2 separate regions of the Mus musculus genome follow, and region 1 is linked to region 2. Evidence: chromatin contacts called from public HiCAR-type data. All regions are on one chromosome and are shown on one strand. Each heading gives the region's core, a stretch centred on a gene start, on an enhancer-like site or on the middle of the called end of the contact. The rest is flanking DNA. Distances are from core to core; before and after follow the strand shown. Region 1 holds the start of Fn1 (fibronectin 1). Region 2 holds the start of Ikzf2 (IKAROS family zinc finger 2).

The links. HiCAR-type assays count read pairs that join an accessible place to other places.
Region 1: a HiCAR-type map of astrocytes shows a contact between it and region 2, with 5 times the contacts expected there. The contact joins the promoter of Fn1 here to the promoter of Ikzf2 in region 2. A contact is called at or near these places in 1 of 39 promoter capture datasets (hippocampal neurons), 1 of 484 Hi-C or Micro-C datasets (uterus) and 4 of 115 datasets of contacts at active chromatin or transcription factors (astrocytes, embryonic forebrain and embryonic stem cells).

What each region holds. Positions count from the first base shown.
Region 1 is chr1:71,651,129-71,654,666 of GRCm38.p6, forward strand. Fn1 (fibronectin 1) reads right to left here and starts at 2,106. Exons shown (of 46, transcript NM_010233.2): 1 at 1,704-2,106; 2 at 393-521. The coding sequence starts at 1,854. It overlaps Apol7d (apolipoprotein L 7d), which reads left to right and starts at 2,207. Exons shown (of 4, transcript NR_040308.1): 1 at 2,207-2,258.
Region 2 is chr1:69,683,662-69,687,371 of GRCm38.p6, forward strand. Ikzf2 (IKAROS family zinc finger 2) reads right to left here and starts at 2,299. Exons shown (of 8, transcript NM_011770.4): 1 at 2,033-2,299; 2 at 463-511. The coding sequence starts at 496.

The DNA.
Region 1 (3,538 bases), core at 856-3,355, 2.0 Mb after region 2:
TTGTTTTTGTTTTTTTCACGGAACTGCAGCTAACAAATCACTTTACAACCCAGTGCCTCAAAGCAACTTCTGGCCCATAATTGGGAGCCAAAAGATCCGAGATCACTTTCTAATAAATTAAACTTTTATAAGCAAACTTTTATAAGTTTTCTTTTTGAAGGGAGACACGCAAAACCTCTCATTTTCTAATCAAAAGCTCCAAGAGAATAAAAAGGCGGCTTTGGAGACTCGTGTGGATTACATTTGTTTTAGAGGTAAGAGCATGTGAAAAGCCAGTGCAAGAAGTCTAATAAGAGGGAATTACAAGCGACTGGAGCAGGGAGGAGGAGAAGGCAAATGTGGTTTTACTTAGAGCATCATCTCTGCCAGGGCCCAGACTGCCTTCCACTTACGCTCAGGCTTGCTCTCGCAGTTAAAACCCCGGCTTCCTCCATAGCAGGTACAAACCAGGGCGTTGCCTAGGTAGGTCCGTTCCCACTGCTGATTTATCTGATAGTGCTTCCCATTGTCAAAACAGCCAGCTGCGAAGAATTGATGGGGAAAGTTATTAACAGTTCCATCCCTCCCTCTCTTTTTTCCCCTACAAAACTACTGAATTTTGCCAACTGACTTGGTGAGCCTGCACAAACAAAAAAACTCTTAAAAGCAATATTCCACTAAAGTTCAGATGTGGAAACTAGCTAATCAAAGATTTAAGCATTGTTTATGTAGATGGATGTTTAGGGGTTTTTTCCTTCTTATCTTTTAACTTGGGTAAAAGTTATACAATGACGTCATGTCCTTATGGGCAGGGGAACTACCTCAGCAGACTTGAAACACTCTGAGAGGCCAGAAATAGAAATTACTTTTAAATCCTGAGGGCTTCAATACTCTTAACAACAACAACAAAAAGACAAGAAAGAAAACTTAAGTTGGGTGTCTTGATGACTATGCCAATAACCCCAGCTCTGTAGAAACTGAGGCAGAAGAATTGCTCCCAAGTTGAACACACAAGCCTGGACAACACAGGAGAATGCCAGGCTAGCTTAGGCTACAGTGTGAGATCATGGCAAAAAAAAAAAAAAAAAAAAAAAAAGAAAAAAAAAAGAAAAGAAAAGAAAAGAAAAGAAAAAGAAAAAAAGGAGGGAGAACTTTTAAATTTTCCTCTAGCCCAAGATAAAGGAAGAGTGTGTCTCTGAAAAACTGGAAGAGAAATGGCTATCCTTGCTCTTGGGGAAAGAATCCTAGGCTACCCCCCCCCCCCCAAAGCACTGAGCCAACTAACATCTCTTTCAAGTTGGTAAGAAACTACCTATTTAGATAGTCTCACCTCCTCCCCGTGTTAAATATTTAACCAGCTATTTGCTGATAAAGAAAATAAGGATCAGGGGAACCACAATAATCTCTGATGTAAAATTTGTAAGTTCGTGTCTCTTTTCTCTTTCACACGTTTTGGTTCCTGGAAGGGCGAACTGAAGGTGTAGAATTTGTTAGCGCACTTGAGGGGAAGAACAGACGGTCCCTACCTCCACTTCACCAGCAACCAGCCTGTTCAGACCTAAGCCTTTTGTGTCCACAGCTGGTTTCCCTCGATAAAGCGCGCACTCACACACGTTCGCACAGCCACGCACGCGCGCAAAAACTTTAGCCACAACTTGAGCGGGCGCTTGAGGACCAACCCATCCCTGCCGCCGGCCGGTTTGAACCAGACTGTCGGTACTCACGCTTGCTCTGACTGACAGCCACCGGGGATTGAGGCTGCACGATTTGCTGAGCCTGCCTCTTGCTCTTCCCGGCTTCGGTGCAGCGCACCGAGGTCCCCAGGCACAGGACTGCCAGCAGCAGCAGCCGCCCGGGTCCCGGACCCCTGAGCATCTTGAGTGGATGGGAGGAGAGTCGCCCTCCCCAGGAGGCAAGTGGCCACGAACTGTGGGTCCCCTCGCAGCCTGCGGGAAAAGTCCTGAGGTGGGGACGCCGGTAAGGAGATGGAAGGAGAGGACCAGAAGTTGTCCGGCTCACACCCTGGGCTCCTTTTCTCCCCCTGTGCAGCGCAGCGGGTGCGAGCGGTTGAGCCCCAAGAGCAGAGGCTTATATGGGACAGTACCTTCCCGCCCCCCACGAGGCCCTGCGCGCCGGGGAGGAGGGTCCGGTCCGACTCCTCCCGCCCCTCCTGCCGCCGCAGCCGCCGCCGACCGCGCGCCTATTGGCCCAGAGTCCGGGTGACGTCACGGGGTACGGTGGGTTCGCCCCGAACAAAAGAGATGCTGATCTCCCGCCAGGTCTGGGACTAGAGAACTTTTTTCCCCTTTCTGGTTTCCTTTGCGGTCGTCAAACTTTTGGGAGGAGGATTGGGGGTAGGGATGGGAAACGGCTGTAAAGTGATGTAGACTCGAAGGAAAGGGAGGGAGGGGCTGGAGCCTAAGGAAGCCTGGGGTGGTAAGGCTTACCCCCCTCATCTCTTAACTTTTTTTTTTTTAAATTGGTGGCTGTGGTGGTGTTTGAGAACATTGCGTCACCTCTGAGAAAAGTCTGTGCACACCAGAGTGTATTTTGTGGGAAGGGAAAAAGTCATAAAGTGGCCACCACCTTGTCCCTGTAGGAATCCAAACTTCACTTTTGCAGCCCCGGGGCGGGGCGGCTCCTTCTGGGTGCTTTTCCTGGGTCCTGGGCGCCGCCTAGGGTCCCCTATCTTTGCCTTTATGGTGTTAGGTAGGCTCAGACCTCGGTTTCTCCACGCAGTACCTGCCAGGTTTCAAGGAAGAGCCTGGGAGAGAGTGAGCGCGTGGCAGAGGTGACCCCCTTCCCTGAGCTTCCACAGCCCTCGGTTCCGCGCGGCGCTCTACAGATTCCAGAGAAACTCACAGGACCAAGTTTCTCTCTAAGAGGAAGCAACAGAAAGTTTCTTTTCTAAGTCGTGAAGCACAGTTTTCCTTTCCTGGGGATGGGGTGCCCGTTTCTTTTAAAAGGGCAGTAGTGAACAGCTTAAGAAGGGGAAAAGTTGAACTGGCTGATGAAGGGGGGCGGGGGGACCCTTCCCGTCCATGCCACGTTCACTGGGCCATCTGCACTCAAACCTAGGTGGCCTCTGAAGGGGGAGTTGGGGTGAGGATGGGTACAAAGATTTAATGTCTTGCCTCCCTCCAGACTTTACCCCGAATCCCCTTGCATGTGTCCGGGCGTTTATTTTATTTTATTTTATTTTATTTTCAGACTTCGCAGTCATGGCAGAATTCCACTATCCACCCCTCCCCCGCTGCCAGATTTTTTATATTTCAATTGTTATCTGCTCCAAGAATGTATAAAGTTCCACTGAAAATTCTCTGGACTTCCTACACTACTGAAGTTGAAAAGGGAATAGGAGACGTCCCCCTGAAGCCAGCAGCTCTAACACGTTGGTCTTTTTTTTTTTTTTTTTTTTAACCTTTCAGACACACACAAGCCCAGTTGCTTTGGTAGGGCTTCAAAAAGACCTTCAAGAAGCCCACTATTTTCAGAGTAGCAGATCCGAACCCCAAACTTGGCTTTCTCCCTCGGTTAGGCGCATGGTCTCCTTTGCTTT
Region 2 (3,710 bases), core at 1,049-3,548:
ATATTTTTTAAAACGTTTGCTGGATGGTTCAAATGAGCTTGCTTTTTTAAGAAAGGTGAACTTAAGAAGCCAATTCCTTCCTATTATATGTCTGGGAAAATCAGGTTACCTAGCAGTAAATCTTTAGTACATTTCTCCCCACCCCCACCCCCCAGTAGAAGAAATATCTATAACCTGGGGTATTCTAAATTTAAATTAAACAGGGAAACCAGTCAAATAAGAAACTAAAGATCTGCTGGCTACAAGCCTTAAATAATGTCCTTTCTGAAAAAAGTAGATTTCTATGCCCCCTTCTTAGTTTGCTCCTGGTAATACTTCCTCGTATCTGTTGCAAGGGGAAATGGTGAAGAGCAAATAAAGCTGGAGAACACGTACTAAAGACCCATGGCTCAGGGACTCACACACAGGGAGCAAGAAGCTCACTTGATTGCCCACAGCAAATTAATGAAAAGGAATACTCACATGTTATATAGCCATCAATTGCGTCTGTTTCCATAGTCAAAGTGCAGTGCTGGAACACAAAAGATTGCAACCTTTACCCAAGGATTCCTCCCTGTATCTGCCATTAAATTCTTCACTTATTTCAAGCCCCAAGCAGGTAGTGCATGTTGCTCCTGCAACCTGTGCCTGAGAAACATACTACAGTGTACTGTGCGTGCTCATTTGCAAGTCATTGAACTCTCTGCAAATGATCTGATTCCTGCTGGAGATAGGATAGGGACATAGGGACGCTAAGTGTCCTGTGAGATGGGCTGTAGCAAGAGAAGAACGACTCTCTCTCGTCAAAATTTACCCGGTTTATTGGGGGAAAAAATAGGAGAGGGTAATCTCCAATTTGCCAACTGTAACTGCTATCTAAGTATTTTACCACTCACTACTTCCCACAATCGCCCTGCAGTTTGAGTACTTCCCTAGTATACAGACAGCTCTATTCACAATTGTTGCAAGTTGGTTCATCATGTTCTAATGGGGGGGGGGGGGGGGCACAGAGAACAAACAAAACATAAGAAAACAAAACAAAACAAAACTACTTAGTACTAGACTGTATCCCAAAGACTTTTGCGGCAGTTGGCCAACTCTGGCTTGTACTGACGTTTTAGCCCACCCCAAATCCTGTGTGAGCACCTGTTCCACGTACCCTAATTTCCTGCCAGACTATGGCCGGAGACAATGCCAAGCCTACTTGAGACATTCGGAGTTCCAACAAGTCAGAAACTTTTGGCTGTGCACGAGGGGAGGGGAGGATTTTCCTCTCCCCAAGTGTGAGGAATGATTTTCATGCATCAATAACACAAATACTTTTGTATCCCCAGAAACAAAAGTAAATTGCATGAGACAACACCCCCTAGCTTTGATTCACATCATAAGAAGATCGATAATCTAACTGTATTCTTTGAGGGAAAAAGTTACAGAATTGACAAGTCCTGAAAAAGATTTTTACTTATTTTTCCCCCCTTTGGCCCAGGTCCTTTTTGCCTTTAGTTTCAAAACTCTCAAAGCACCAGCAGCTAAATTATTCACAATGAGCCATTTCTGTATTGATCGCCAAGTATATTTAGCCCTAGCTCCTGGAATTTCTCCATTACTTACTGGAAAACAGGCAGCTTCACTTCTTGTCTCCAAAACCACTTCCCTTCTCCCTCCCCTCCCCTTCACCACCAGCCTCCCTACCCCCCTCCCGCCCCCCAAAAACTTTTCTTTCTTTCTTTATGGAATAATCAGATCAAATTCCCAGTCACTACATAGCAGTTAAATTCCGACCTGCTCTACTCTTATCAAATTCTTTCAATTAGGTTACGTAAGGTTTGAAAGAAAGGGACCCGGAAAGTTTTAAAGGGGAGCAGTTTCTACCGAGAGCTTACAAATGAGTCTATCTCTTTAAAAATGTACACATTTAACACACATACTAAAAAGAAGCGTCAGTTAGAAGCAAAAGAAGTCTGCGCCAACAGTGAAAGGGTTATTAAACCCTCAGTGAAGGAAAAGGAAGAAAAAGGAAGAAAAAGGAGAAAGAGAAACAAAATGTACATACAAAAGAAATTGTCCTCTGATTAAAAAACAGTCATCACCATTTCCAGCTCTGTCGGGAGCTCCCAGCTTCTTCTAACCCCTCAAGGAGGAGGTGACAATGTCGGGCTGAAGAGAAACGGAGAAAGAAAGAAAGAAAGAAAGAAGTTTTTTGTGTCCCCCCCCCCTTCCCTCCCTGCCCCCTCCAGGCAAAGCCCCCTGCAGAGTTGAAGCCGAGGAGGAGGGAAAGCACTTTACAGGTGGGTCATTCCAAGACCGAATCCAGCAAACAGATCGGCTGATAAACAAAACCAAGAAATGAGAGAGAAGGAACACTCCCCCCCAACCTCCTCCTCCTCCTCCTCCTTCTCCTCCTCCTCGTCCTCCTCCTCCCCCGCCCCCGCCCCCTCGTCCCTTTGGGATGGTCTAGTAGGAAAAGTCACTCAGGAATGGCACCACGTACTTTCAGGAAAGAGGAAAAAAAAAAAAAAAAAAAAAAAGACAGGGAGGGAGGGAGAGAAAGAGAGAGAGGTCAGTGCTACAGCAATGCGATTAACGAGAAGAGAAAAAACTTGATCCACCGGTTCCTTAAGAATCGACCAAAAGCTAAGACAAGAAAACTGAAAGAAAAAGGGGAGGGGGGGTACGAGGGGAGGGACAGTCAGGCAGAACCCAGCAAGGAACCTAGGCCAACTTCACAGGACTGTTTTGTGGCCTCTGGCAAAATAGGAAAAAAAGAAAAAGAAAAAGAAATTAAATCTTCATTCCATCTCCTTCGTCCATACCAGAACCTGTCAAAGCGATTTAACTGTTGCTGTTATACATGTGTCACACCAGATTTTTATTATTATTTTTGTTTTGTTTTGTTTTCAATCTCAACAGTATAATAGCCTCTATCCAGACAGCTGCAATCTATGCCAGGTTATCCAATCTTTCTTCTTGGAATTCAAGTTAAAACAAAGCAAAAACAAGTCCAAATCCATGACAGCTATAAAGATGAGAACTGATTAGTCCATTAACATCCCAGAAGCAGATTACAAGGAGGGGACGATACATTAAGGCAAAGGACATCATCTTCAACGAAATTCCCTGAGCGTCCTTAACAGAGATCATTTCCCTAATCAGAGCCACAACCCATCCCTCCCCAAAGAAAAGCGTCTATATTATTATTATCCCTGGTTAACAGCAACAAGTCATTCGATCACACCACACTGTTAAACAAGATTCCATATCATTACACTTAACTTTGAAAACACTCCCCCTCCCCAACCCCTTTGCAAACCATACACAAATTGATAGATAATCTATGAATCAGAAGACAAATAAAACAAGAGCTGTTCTTCCCCACGCAAAAAGCCAAGCGGAGATTTACCTCAGCAGTGCATGCAGTAAAATAATCCCATCACCCTTTTGTTTGTGTTTACTGTTAGTGTGTCCTCTCCCTCTCTCTCTTTCTTTCTTTCCTGTGCCTAACGTGTGTTTGTGCACTGCAGTTGGTGGTGGAAACTAAGGCAGTGGATCTGTAGCTAAGGGTAATCCTGTTTTTACTTCCTCCATCTTCAGCGAGGAGCAGGGTTAGCCCGGGACAGCTGGTCAAACCCCGAGAAACCGATCCGGCGGAGCCCGAGCACATCTCCCCCGCCGGCCGGGCTCGCGCAGACGCCCGCGGGCGGAGGGCGGGCAGCGGCGGCGGCGGTGGCGGC